Regions from separate parts of the Nothobranchius furzeri genome. Here region 2 is linked to region 1. Evidence: chromatin contacts called from public Micro-C data. All regions are on one chromosome and are shown on one strand. The core of a region is the stretch at or near the end of the contact, and the rest is flanking DNA. Distances in the headings are between cores, read along the strand shown.

Region 1 (6,357 bases), core at 2,354-4,853:
TGAGTATGGCTCATCTTCGCTTGTCATCTAGAATCTTCTAGTGCTGATCAGGGAATGGTGAGAGCCATTAAAGGTGCAGTGTGTAAGAATATAGTGAGAAAATCCCAAAAGAGTCTAAAGTTTCAGTCATTTTGAAAGGAAGGTTATACTGAAACATATTTCATGTCCAACTGGCTGCTGGATTGTCAGCTTTTCTCCTTTCAAAACAAAGGAGGGAGGGACGTAACTACTGTTTACCATCAGTGAGTGTGGGGTTGCGAGCTAATACTGCAGCGCTGACAATTGCAATTTGACGACAGCCGGCAAAAAGTTCCAGAGTTGTTTAAAGTGGTTGCAGTAACCAAATTTTACCACAGGACATCATGTTTACTTAATTTCTACATAATGCACCTTTAAACTCACTGAGCAGCAGTGGGAAAGTCACTTGATTATTTTGAAACGTTGGCTGCAGTACCCAAATGTGACCACAGGATGTCATACTTACTTCATTCTTACACTTTTCATGCATCTGTTCTTCTTTGCTGTCCTGGAGAGCAAATTAACCCGCCACACCTTTTGTGTTGAACACATTCATTTTCTAATGTGATCTAGCAGAAAACTCACAATCAAATTGCGTCTCAAAGCAGAACAGGAAATCCAGGACAGATGATGTCAGAAACTGAATATTTTATCTGTAACAGAGCATATGACCAATGTTTCAGCACATCATTTGAAGGATTCTGCCTCTTCTTTTACACAAGACACTTTTCTTCATTCTACAAGGAAACAACAGTCCCTTCAGAAATGGGGATGTGATGCAGAAAAGGCAAAGCAACAACCAGCTGTCCTCCCGTCTGTGGCAGCCTGAGTGTTAGGACGATTTTGGTTTCTGTGTCATTTGCATGATCAGTTCCTCAGTTCATCATGTTATGCACAATTTGACAAATCAGGGTCATTTTTGGTCTAAACCAATAATAATAATAATCTTCATTTTACAAGGCTAAGGTGTTGTTTCAGTGGCTGGAGTCGGTCCTTCAGACCTCTGGAGGAAAAAAAGAGTTATTGATTTAAGTTTCATTTCCTGTGGATGATTTTTTTTTGTTTATAAAGATTATTAATTGCATCATCCATAGAGTCTTACTTTAGTCTTTATCTGCTACATTGGGGATTTCCTTTCCTTTTAGCTTTTGCATCATTCTGTTTGATCAACTCATATTTTCATTTTTGCAAAACTCCTTCTCTCGGTTTTGTTCCTTCATTTCCCACTTGGTGTCGCTTTCTGATCACCCTGCACCCGCGTTTCGTCTCTTCATTATCCCTAGAGGTGTGCATGCTCCTGTCTTTCTCACATCTTTGTTGTCAGTCCTGGATTGTTCTCTGCATCACTATTGGATTTCGTTTGATCTAAAGCCGCCTCTTTCCATTGGAAGATCATTCAAATTGTCAGAGGACAAGTGAAGATATTCGGAAGAGTTTTAAATGCTAAACCTTATATTTGCTTGTAAAGCAGTTTAATGTCAAACTTCAGTCAGTGAAAGCCTGCTGGATTTGGTTTTAGATGAAAATGTTAAACATCTAATAACAGGGTAACCATGACGCAGAGAGACGATGCACATCAAAGCAGGAATTCTTCATCCATCCAACTTTCTGAATCACATATTTTTCTTCTCCTGACAAACGTGTACGGCCTCGATCTCAAACTCACACAAGTTTCATGCAAATGATTTTCCCAGAAGTTTTTCCTTTTGAAATGTATTTTTAGTGTAGCCTGTAATTTCTTTGCTTGCAGCATCATTTGCATTCTGGTTGGATCCCGTTTCCTTTTGGAGCACCTTTAAAATCCGAGTACCAGATGCAGAGCAGTCGGCTCAAACTGCCGTTAAAGGAAGCAGCAGAGAGCAGACCGCACAACAAGACAGGACCTTCTCTTCTGCCTCGTGCATTAAGTCAAGTTAAATGACCATAAGTGTTATTCCAGGCAGTGACATGAGACTGGGGCCCTGTTTCTGCCCTCCATACCGCAGACTGTGGGGAGATGCCAAGGCAGCGCTTGGCAGAGAGGGAGGGGGAAGGAAAAGAGGGATTTGAATGCACACTCTTTTTTTTACACACTCATAAAGGCACCTATATCAGATTTACTATTTCAGCTTCCTGCTGACGCTCTCATTCAGGGCCTACAAAGTGATCATGCATGGCATCCTTTGAAGATGAAATGCAGATTCTGGTTAGGATTTAGAATTTCAAGAAGACTGCAAAAGTTTCTGAGCTTTGAACGTCACAAAAATGATAATTGTAGATGTGGTTGCTGCACAGTCTTTAAAGAAGATTTACCAGCTCTCTGATGCACATTGTCACACTGTCTCACTAAAATCTGCACAATTATTAATTCTAAAAAAAGCATAATTGCATATATTTTAGACACTTCAAAACATCAGAAGCCAGTTTTATTCATATCTCTCGAAACTCTTTCTCTGGCACTTCTAAAGACTAATCTGATATGGTCTGGATGTCCTGCTGCTATGTTTTGGAAACCAGCACAGCCCCAGAGGTCAGGTCCTCATCAGTCTGATGTTTTTTCCAACACAAGGCCACTGGGGACCAAACTGTGGCCATTTAAACATTAAACTGTGGGAGAAAACAGGGAGATAAATGAGGACACATACAGAAAAAGGCAGATGACATTGGAGCTCTTTGAACTCTCCGTTTTGCCGTTACCGTAACGTCCTTTGCATTCCTCGGAGTGTGACCCACTTCACACCAAATTTTGAAACCCGGCCAAGGGTTGCCACGCTAGTTTTAGTGGGTTGTCATGCATGCCACATAACTGCGCCATTCTGTTTAAATCCTGGCTGGGCACCCTCATGGCATGACTTCCTTTTTCCCATAAAACACGTTTCCTGTATGGGTCACTGTTGCAACTGTCAATAAAAAAGTCAAACAATCAGCAAAAATGTTTCACTTCAGCCTAAAATCAGATAAAATACCCGTGGCAACTTAAGTCTGAATAATAAGTACACACGTGAAAAACCTGCTAGAGCAAACACGGAATTTACAAAACAAATAAATCAGAACTTTCCTCAAAAAGTCACCATTTGAATGAAAGATAATTTAAAGTTTATTGTTTCGTTAAAATTGAGTCATACTTATTCCTTATTGAGCAAACAATAAAAAAACTTGTAGCTAAATAAATAATTCAGTTGTTTCCCTAAAGAAAAACTAATTTGGTCCTCTCTAAAGTCAAGTAATTATACATTTGTCCAAAGTGTTGCTTTGCTTTTACAGTTTATTTATTTATTTAAAAAATCTTTTTTTTTTTCACTCCGACCGGCATTTTCCAACATGGCGACTCATAAATCAAACAGAATTGATGGATCAGTTTGATTAAAGCTGAAGTGGTCAGTATGCAGCTCTACACTGCCACACTGTGGGCATATGTTGTCATTACAGCTGGAAGACCCTCGTCTCAAGTGGTTTACAATCTCCGAAAATATAAGTGAAAGAAAGAAAGAAAGAAAGAAAGAAAGAAAGAAAGAAAGAAAGAAAGAAAGAAAGAAAGAAAGAAAGAAAGAAAGAAAGAAAGAAAGAAAGAAAGAAAGAAAAAGAAATTACACGCGCAAACGTGTTCACAGGAATTACATCAATTTCAGGATACGAAGTTGCCTTGCCTTCAAAATAAAAGTTTCAATCTGACTATCTTCAGGGAGAAAAGTTCTAGAAAGTGTTTGGAAAAACTATAAAAATATTATGTAAACTACTTGTTTTATTTCATGAAATCTAATATTATTTGAATATTTCCCACGAATGTAAACATTAAATCAGAAATCAAATTTTATAACTTGAAAATCTTTCACCGGAAATGGTAGATTTTCCCCTGACTGCCAATTCCAGCCCCATTCGGATCAGCAATAATAAAGTGTCTGCGGTCCGTCAGTCAGTGGAAATACTGATCCAGACGAGGATGGGTGTGAAGGGGCTGGTTGTGACAGTGCTGCTAGCTGTCTTCGTCGCCTACTACGTCTACACTCCGCTGCCTGACGCCATCCAGGAGCCCTGGAAGCTGTTGTTGGTGGACGCAGGGTTCAGGACAGCCATGCACCTGGTGAGAATTGAGGTGTTTCTGATTCATGGAAGGTGTCTCTTTGCACACGGGATTTGAAGCCCATGCAAGTGCAAGTTGCTGAGGTATTTTTAGCTGCTCACGAGCTAAACACGGTGCCACATTTAGAGTTAGACTGGGCCTTTGCTGCAATTGCTCAATTAAAGTTTTGCAATAAGCACATGTGATCTTTTTCCAGAGAACATTTTATACTTAAAAGTCAAAGTCACGTGAGTAACCGCCCAGGATGTTCCAGCATGTTTTAGTTGTTTCCCTGCTCCAACACACCTGATTTTAACAAGCAGGTGACTTCTGGATGACCTTCTGAACAGGTCAACTGGTGTTGGAGCAGGAGAACGACAAAAACATGCACCACTGCTCAGATGTGTTTCTCTGAGAACAATGCCTCTAAAGATGATTTATTTTACTGATTATATTAAAGTGAGATTATACATGATGGGTGATTATGCAATGGATGACCTCTGTGGGTGCAAATTTATGGTAAAGTTAAAGTATTTTCCTGGACCTGAATTGACCTTTGTTCAGCTTTTAGCCACACATTCTGGAGTTAGTGCGCCACAGATAACGTTCCACTGTGCAAAGAAAAGGCGTAGATGAATATGACCTGGAGAAAAACTGCATTTTGTGGACTAAAGGTTATTTGAAACACAGCGGGTCGGTGTGCAAGTCAGCCTCGTGCTGTAATAAAAAGGTGTTGTTTGATTTAAAAAGTATATAAATCTAAAGAGATGATGGATTATCTTTTTATCTGCATGCTGCATATGCAATGGTGCGCATGATCACTTGTGCTTTAGATCCTAAGTGAGCTGCCCCTCAGCATCTACAGTAGGACAAAACTCCTAAACTGTCTGCTTCAGCCGTGTTTCTCTGGTGTTTGGTCAGCATTTGTATTGAGGCGGTCTCTAGGGGGCTGACGGTTATTAGACACAGAGTAGATGAACAACAGTGACTGGGTGAGATGTCAAATCTCTGATGAAATGATGACTTTTCCCCCTGTTCTTCCCCCAATCTGCTCTTTGTCTCTTACTTTATATAATAAATCATTTTGTGCCCTTAAAGATACTAAAGATTAATAAGATGCCTTTCTTCTCTTCAGGCTTCTTTGAAACACCGGCTGGGTCTGGATCACTACATCACATCAGTCAGACATTCAATAGAGGGCTTTGAGAGCACAGCGAAGGGCCTTTTGGGCTCTGGGGCCAGCGGGGGGGTCATACCCGGAGTGAAGGTTCGTGACACCACCTTTGCCGGGATCTCCGTGAGGGTTTACGAGCCTCCGGCCGGAGGAGAGGGACACCTGAGGAGAGGGCTGCTGTATTTCCACGGAGGCGGCTGGGCTCTCGGCAGCGCCAGTGAGTACAGTCGTGGTTTCTTCACAGCAGGAAAGGAAGTAGAATTTGTGACTGAAGTCATAATAAGCACAAATTTTGTGTATTTTTATGTTTTTTTCCACAGAAAAGGGGACGTATGACAACGTGAACCGCATGGTTTCGGATGAGCTCAACACCGTCGTGGTCTCTGTTGAGTAGGTTTACTTTTGTATCTATGTGCATTAAATTCAATCAAAACGGTTCTAGTGCTCGACCCGGACTGGTGCTACATCCGGTTCCGCAATGGTTCTTTAAAAAACTCATTACATCGCTTAAAAGTCCTCTGCCGGAGGATCCAAGTGTAGGGAGACAGTTAATCTTCGCAGGTCAAAGGTTGGTCTTGTTATTTCAAATAAATGTTTACATTTCTGAACTCCGTTTGAAACAACAGTCCGTGTTTGTGAAAGCTGTCCTGATCTCTGATCAGTGTTGGTCGACGCAGCTGCAAACGGGAGTTGTAAAAAGCATTAAAGACAGCTTTTGTTAAAAACAGCTGGTGGTAATAAAAGAATCAACAGTGTTTGTAAATATTAGTTCAAACCGTGTTTTTAAATTCAGCTGAAACGCCGTTCTGACCTGCTTCAACTACGCTACTGGTGAATACAAACACACAACCTACCCAAATTCCGCAGGTCCAAGTGGAATTACCTAGAATTTAAAAATGCCGCTCCTCTGGTTTTTAGTCGCCGTGAGTCGCCTCCTGCTCACTTTTGCTTTTTACCCACATTTGTGGTCTGTGTCTGTAGGTATCGCCTTTATCCTGAGGTCATCTTTCCAGAGCCGTATTTAGACTGCCTCGCTGCTGCTAAACATTTCTTATCCCCAGAGGTTCTGGCAAAGTACTCCGTCGACCCTGAACGTGTGGCCGTGTCAGGAGACAGCGCTGGAGGA
Region 2 (6,357 bases), core at 1,839-4,338, 78 kb before region 1:
GTGTTCATGTATCATATGCAAGTCATAAGGAAAGATTATAATTTGTTCACACTTAACTATTAAATGACAGCTTTGTAATGAAAATGTTAGAAATTCTTTTAAAAAATATTTCTAAAATTAAGTTTAATAATTCTAAAAACTTTGGATCTTAAATTTGTCATCTTAAAAAGTTTTATCGAGAAATGTAAAAAAAAATTTGCTTTATCGTATTAATAAAATATTTGCTTTTAAATGGTGTAAACCAATCCTTCTAGAGTGACAGCATGGTTTTCCTCAGAGAGAGGCCTTTAATTCAGTTTAAGTTGTTGCTGCCTTTTATCATGACATCAGTAAACTCTGATGTAGTGGAAGTTCAGCACTCACACACCCTCACACTGCTGCCATGTGTTTTACAGACTAATTCTGTGTACTTTGGATAAGAAGCTGCTTGAAGCTGATCTATTTGATCCAGTGCCATCAACTCTGGAGATCAAAGCTTTCATATTATCCAGCTTGAAGATATTTTCTCATCCCAACATTCCTGATAACGGTTGGATTTTCTTGTTTTTGCATAGCACCTTCTTAGGGTTCTACAACCCCCCAAGGCGTTTCACAACACAATCAGTCATTCACCCACTCACACACGCTGGTGGGGATGAGCTACGATGTAGCCACAGCTGCCCTGGGAACCTGCAACCTTCCGATTACTGGACAACCCGCTCTACCTCCTGAGCTACTGCTGTCTCAGGAGCTCATTGGTCAGGTTCACATCTAATGGCTCTCTTTGAATTACTTAAGGTCCTTTGATGGTTTCATTGGTGAAGAAATGTCACAATCCTGTTGACAAATCATCACTCAGGTCAAAATTGCCCATGGAATGAAAAACTACAGAGAAAAATCATCTTGGTTTTGGCTACATTCAAATTAGCCGTTAGCTTTGTCAGTCCTGTAGTTTGTGAACTCTACTTTTCCAAACCCAGGCTGTTCAGATTGCTGTCTAAAAAGGGAAAATCCCTAATTTATTACTGAACTACACCTCAGAGTGGTTCATATGTCCTTAGAAAGGAAATTCTTGATTCTTCCTTGATTTATTTTTCCACAGTCTTTCATTAACTGCAAAACTATTACATTTCAGTAACTGGTTAAATGAAAATCTCCAAACGCTTTTTAGACTGGATTAATTATTTAATGATATGGATGCACGCCAGTGCTGAATTAATTTCCATTATCTACAGCAACACTACCTGCCCTACGTTTAAACCTGAAATTGATATCACACGAAACAGGTTACCCCTCCCCATCCATCTGATTACACACACTCCCTTCTGTCCAGCTCTGCCAAATGCCATCACCATGGAGATAACCCTTTCCCTGGATTGAGTGGTGGGAGGAATGCTCTCAGAGTCACTGCGCCAAGAGCGGGAAACAGTTCACACCGCTGCTCTTATGCTCTTTATTTTCAGTCTCACTTCCTCTCGAGAAGGGACAACCCCCCCCCCCCCCCCCCCCCCCCCCACACACACACACACACACACACACACACACAGACACCTTGGGAACCTCTACTTTAAAAATTGGAAGTCTGAACCGAGTTCAAGTGCTGCTTCTGTGATGGATGAGTGAGTCACTGGGCCAGCCACGGTCTACTTCACATCCGAATCGGAGAAAGACAACAGGGAGCAGTTAAAAGCACAGCTGCTCAAAGTATCCGAGAGAAAGCTGAGGACAGTTCTTCTGACACAATAGCAATGTGAACTAACAGACAACAGCCACTCAGAATGCAGGTTTGTTTGATACTGAGAACGTTAATGATAACTTATCCTGGACAAAATGAATTAAAACAAACACATGAAAACTAATGAGAGCAAAAAAAAAGGAATTTTTAACTAACTATTCTAAACATTTTGAGACAAAATAAATGGCAGTTTCTATACTAAATTCCCCAAAACTTCCATGTCGATTATCATTCACACGGATATTAGCAGCTTGTCCAAAAGAATGGTTTATTATGAATATAAAGCTATAAGGGTGTAATAGAGTCTGATCTGAGGTGTAGCACAGTCAGAGAATCAAACTGCAAACAGAAATGAACAACCATGTCCTTTTCTACAGAAAAATCAAATACAAATGACCTCATAAGTAACTTAATTTCGCTGCAGCCCTTAAAACACTGAGAAACTAACAAGAAACGTGCTGCTTTGTGTTCTTTTTAGCTAATCAATAAAGAGTTAAATTCAGAAACATGGTTGGTTCACAGATCTTCCTGTAGATGGAGGTATAGACCCTCTTTATCAGCTGTACTGCCTCAAAGGCATAGTGACACCGGACAGTCACTAGAGGGCAGAAGCTCTCTGCAATAGTGAAAGTCTCACGCAGGTAAGAACAGCCCAACATGATGATGAGGATGATAAAGATTTTGATGATGCTACTACATTTACTGCTCTCTGCTGTCTTCATATAAAATAAATGCTCTTGGCTTGGAGAGTGAGAAGTCTGAATGATGGAAAACATCTGCTGACATTTTCCTGCAGATAAATCCTGACATGTTGATGACGTGCAGATGCAATCACGCAGGGAGATTCCTGAAGACCCCCCCCCCCAGGTTTGAGTGGAGGGGATGAGTGCGGGGGGGGGGGGGGGGGGTGACATCCAAACCATGGAGTCCTGGATCATTTGCAAACTCCTTCGCGTGGGCACACACACACACACACACACACACACACACACACACACACACACACACACACACCATGTCTACCACACCCATATCAACAAAGTGTAGACTTGAAAAAAAAAAGTAAAAACTTTCAGCCTCCATCTGATCTCTGCTCTGCCAGGAGTCAGTGTGGGAGTGCCCATGAGCCAGTCACATTGCACTGCCAGCATTTGGGGGAACCATCTACCTTCTGCTTATAAACATGTAGTGGTGGTCTCCACAGAGACCAAAGGGAAGCTCAGAGAGTGGCAGAGTTGTGACTCCCACTGAGCTGAAAACTTTTCAGATGAAAAAGTGTGCACATAAAAAAGTCAGTGTGTGTATTTGCACACTCTGGAGGAGCACTGCGCACTGGGAACAAAGGTTGGATGATATCCAGGCTCGCACTGGGAGTGGAGAATTATGATGTAGCTCAAATGTACTTTGTGCCTGTGTGTGTATTTCACCCACTAGAGTGTGTGGAGTTAATGAACTCCACAAAGCACAAGTGTGATCATTTCTGTTTCCATAAGTAAAGAGGGCAGTCCGGACAAACCTTGATAGTATAAATGTACTGGAAACTTCCTCCCACACCCAGAGTCCCCCATCCCCCTGCCTGAACTGAGCATGTGTGTGTGTGTGTGTGTGTGTGAGTGCGCGCGTGTGTGTGTGTGTGTGTGTGTGTGTGTGTGTGTGTGTGTGTGTGTGTGTGTGTGTGTGTGTGTGTGTGTGTGTGTGTGTGTGTGTGTGTGTGTCAGTCTATACAGCAAAGTGAGGACCAAAACAAGTTTTTTACCTGCAAACTGAGGACATTTGGCTGGTCCTCACTTTGGGTCAAGATTACGGAGCTCTACTGGCTAATTTAAGAGGTATGGTGTGGATTACGTTTTAGTTAGGGTTAGGATTAGGACTAGACTGTTTATGGTTAGAGTTAGGGTTAGGTTTAGGATTAGGCACAATCCAGTCACTAAAATGAATGGAAGTCAATGACGGTCCTCACAGCGTCCTCAGTGCATGTGTGTGTGTTTGTGTGTGTGTTTGCATGCATAAAATCCAATGCATTCATCTGTGTGTTTGTACCTAAATTGAAACGGGCAACTTTCCATGCTTGGCCAAGGTTCCTCCTGTGACCCTATTTCCTGTGGAATCAGCCGAGGAATGATGTCATCCTCTGTCGACCCAAAGTCAACAACTGTGTGCTGCAAGCCTCAGTGACATGACCTTCCTCCCCACTGGTGCTGTCTTCAACTCATGTGCGTCCTCTTTTGTTGTCTGCTTTTCTTCTTTTCTCACACGTCAAGGAACATATTTAAAATAAAACCACTTTTGTTGCAGCTGCCAATGATTCATTAGTCTTTCAGCTTCTCTTATTATAGCCTTCTTTTTATAAGTTTTAATCCTCTTTGAGCTAAAAATGTTACAAATGTTCTGTCTTAAATCAGCAATCTGCAGTTTCCCCCTTTTCACAAATTATGTATATTTTGTAAATGCATTATTTTGTTTGCTTAAAATGCAACATCGGATTTTTTGTAAACAAAAATACAAAGATTTGTAAATCATTGTAGATTTGAGACACTGAAACACTTAAATACTAAAATAAAAGCATCAAATTCTGGGTCAGTTGTTTCTTGGTCTCAGAAATTAAACTTTGATCTATTATCAGCAATTAGAAAAGAATACAGGTCATTCTTTAAATTATAATACTTTTCATGTTTAGTCAGGTGTCCAGGGTGTTGGTCCCAAGTTTACCACCATAGTCAATGTCACTGAAGGTCTGTGGTCCTATTTAGCATGACATTAAAGTAAAAGTAAAAATCATGGGTTGCACTTTAGGCCGTCCAAAGTAGAACATGAACAAAAGCCTCTTGGAGAGTTATGTGGCATCTGGACTCGAGACATTAGAAATACATTAATTGGGTCTAGTGTATTGAAGAGGGATGGATTTCTGTAGATACACCAAAGCAGATGTCTTCAGATTGGTTTCCAGTGATTATTGGGGGACAAATAACACCTCAAGCACTTTATTGTGGCCTTTTGGCCCTTCTGGACCATTTAGGGCGTGATAGGTCTACAAAGCACTGTTGATTGATCTCCAGTCATCACAAAAAACTGGCTAATTTGTTTCAATTTTGCGTGTTGATAAGATTGGCACAAACTTTTATGTGACAGTTATTTGTAACAATATTTAAAATGATCAAATGTTTTATTTTTTCCTTTCTGTAAACTTTGTGAAGCTTTAATTTAACAAAACAATTGAACAAAACTGGAGTCTTCGCTGGGATATTGGCTTCATCGGACAGTGATATCTGGCTCTCACGTGAGCAGTTCGTAACCAGTTGTGAAGCAGCTGGGATGAGATTCAGCTCCTCTAAATTTGAAACCATGGTCTTGAGTCAGAAAGGGGTAGAATGCCTTCTCTGGGTCGGGGACGAGGTCCTGCCCCAAGTGGAGGAGTTTAAGTATCTCGGGGTCTTGTTCACGAGTGAGGGAAAGATGGAGCGTGAGATCGACAGGCAGATTGGTGATGGCGGCATTGTACTGGTCTGTTCTGGTGAAGCGAGAGGTGAGCTGGAAGGCAAAGCTTTCAATTTACCAGTCAATCTAAGTTCCTACCCTCATCTTTGGTCATGAGCTTTTGGTAGTGACCAACAGAATGAGATTGCGGATACAAGCAGCTGAAATTAGATTCCTCCGCAGAGTGGAAATAGGGTGAGAAGCTCGGTCATCCGGGAGGGGCTCGGTGTAGACCCGCTGCTCCTCCACATCGAGAGGAGCCGGTTGAGGTGGCTCGGGCATCTGGTCAGGATGCCTCCTGGATGCCTCCCTCGTGAGGTTTTCCGGGCACGTCCAACTGGGAGGAGACCTAAAGGAAGACCCAGGACATGTTGGAGGGACTATGTCTCTCACCTGGCCCTTGGGATTCCCCCAAAGGAGCTGGCCTAAGTGGCCGGGGAGAGAGAAGTCTGGGACTCCCTGCTTAGGCTGCTGCCTCTGCAACACGGTGCCAGATAAGCAGACAAAAATGGAATAGAAAAAATGGTTTGAAATTAATAGACTAGACTTGTCTTAAAATTAATTGGTCTGCTTTCAAACCAAAACCGTGATATCAATGTGAAAAGATGTTCATCAAAATGCAGACATTAACCTCGTGCCAACTGGTGCCCATTCATTATGAGGGGTCCAATTACTACTATGCAGGTTATCTACCACTAGCCTCTTTTAGAAAATAATGTCGCCATTTTGCTACAACGCTGTGGTGGCAACAGGGAGCCTTTGGTCATTTATGAGTGCACAGATTGTGGCAGTAATGTTGCACAAGCGTGCCCTTTTTACAAAAGATCACACGATGGCAGCATAAAGGGGGTGTGGTCTCTGCATTGCTGCGGACTTCCGTTTATCTTGGGCGTAACTTGCTTTTTATTGCGATTGAAGCCACGCTCATTACGATTTTTTAACAGCTCCTAAAGGTGTCTCCTCCACAGTCCCTGTTCAGTCCCTGGTGATCTGAGCTCCAGCTCTAACGAAGAGAAGCTCTTGGAGCTCCGCATCACTCTAGATTACATCTCAGCTGATTCTGTTTACAAAAGCCTCCCTCTCACCTCCCTCTGTTGCGCCAAGGCATAAAATGGATTCATAAGTCCAGCGTTGTGGTAATAGTTCTACCAAGCATGGCGGCACCAATG

The links. Hi-C and Micro-C count contacts between places; a contact is called where the count stands out from the background.
Region 2: a Micro-C map of tail fin shows a contact between it and region 1, with 15 times the contacts expected there. The contact joins the enhancer-like site here to the promoter of nceh1a in region 1. A contact is called at or near these places in 2 of 2 Hi-C or Micro-C datasets (skeletal muscle and tail fin).

The regions. Positions count from the first base shown.
Region 1 is chr18:22,302,967-22,309,323 of NfurGRZ-RIMD1, reverse strand. nceh1a (neutral cholesterol ester hydrolase 1a) reads left to right here and starts at 3,603. Exons shown (of 5, transcript XM_015969631.3): 1 at 3,603-4,078; 2 at 5,193-5,448; 3 at 5,552-5,621; 4 at 6,213-6,357. The coding sequence starts at 3,836. It overlaps LOC107392068 (a long non-coding RNA gene), which reads right to left and starts at 6,221. Exons shown (of 3, transcript XR_001573749.3): 1 at 6,086-6,221; 2 at 2,695-2,897; 3 at 2,390-2,604.
Region 2 is chr18:22,380,467-22,386,823 of NfurGRZ-RIMD1, reverse strand. The region is part of intron 2 of ppp2r3a (protein phosphatase 2, regulatory subunit B'', alpha); the gene reads right to left. Among protein-coding and RNA genes, the nearest start is that of fndc3ba, 47 kb to the left of the region's middle. Within about 2 kb of position 3,088, at least 2 of the 3 cell types and tissues checked have an H3K27ac peak or open chromatin away from gene starts, as enhancers often do. A contact at or near this core is called in tail fin, where this site is marked.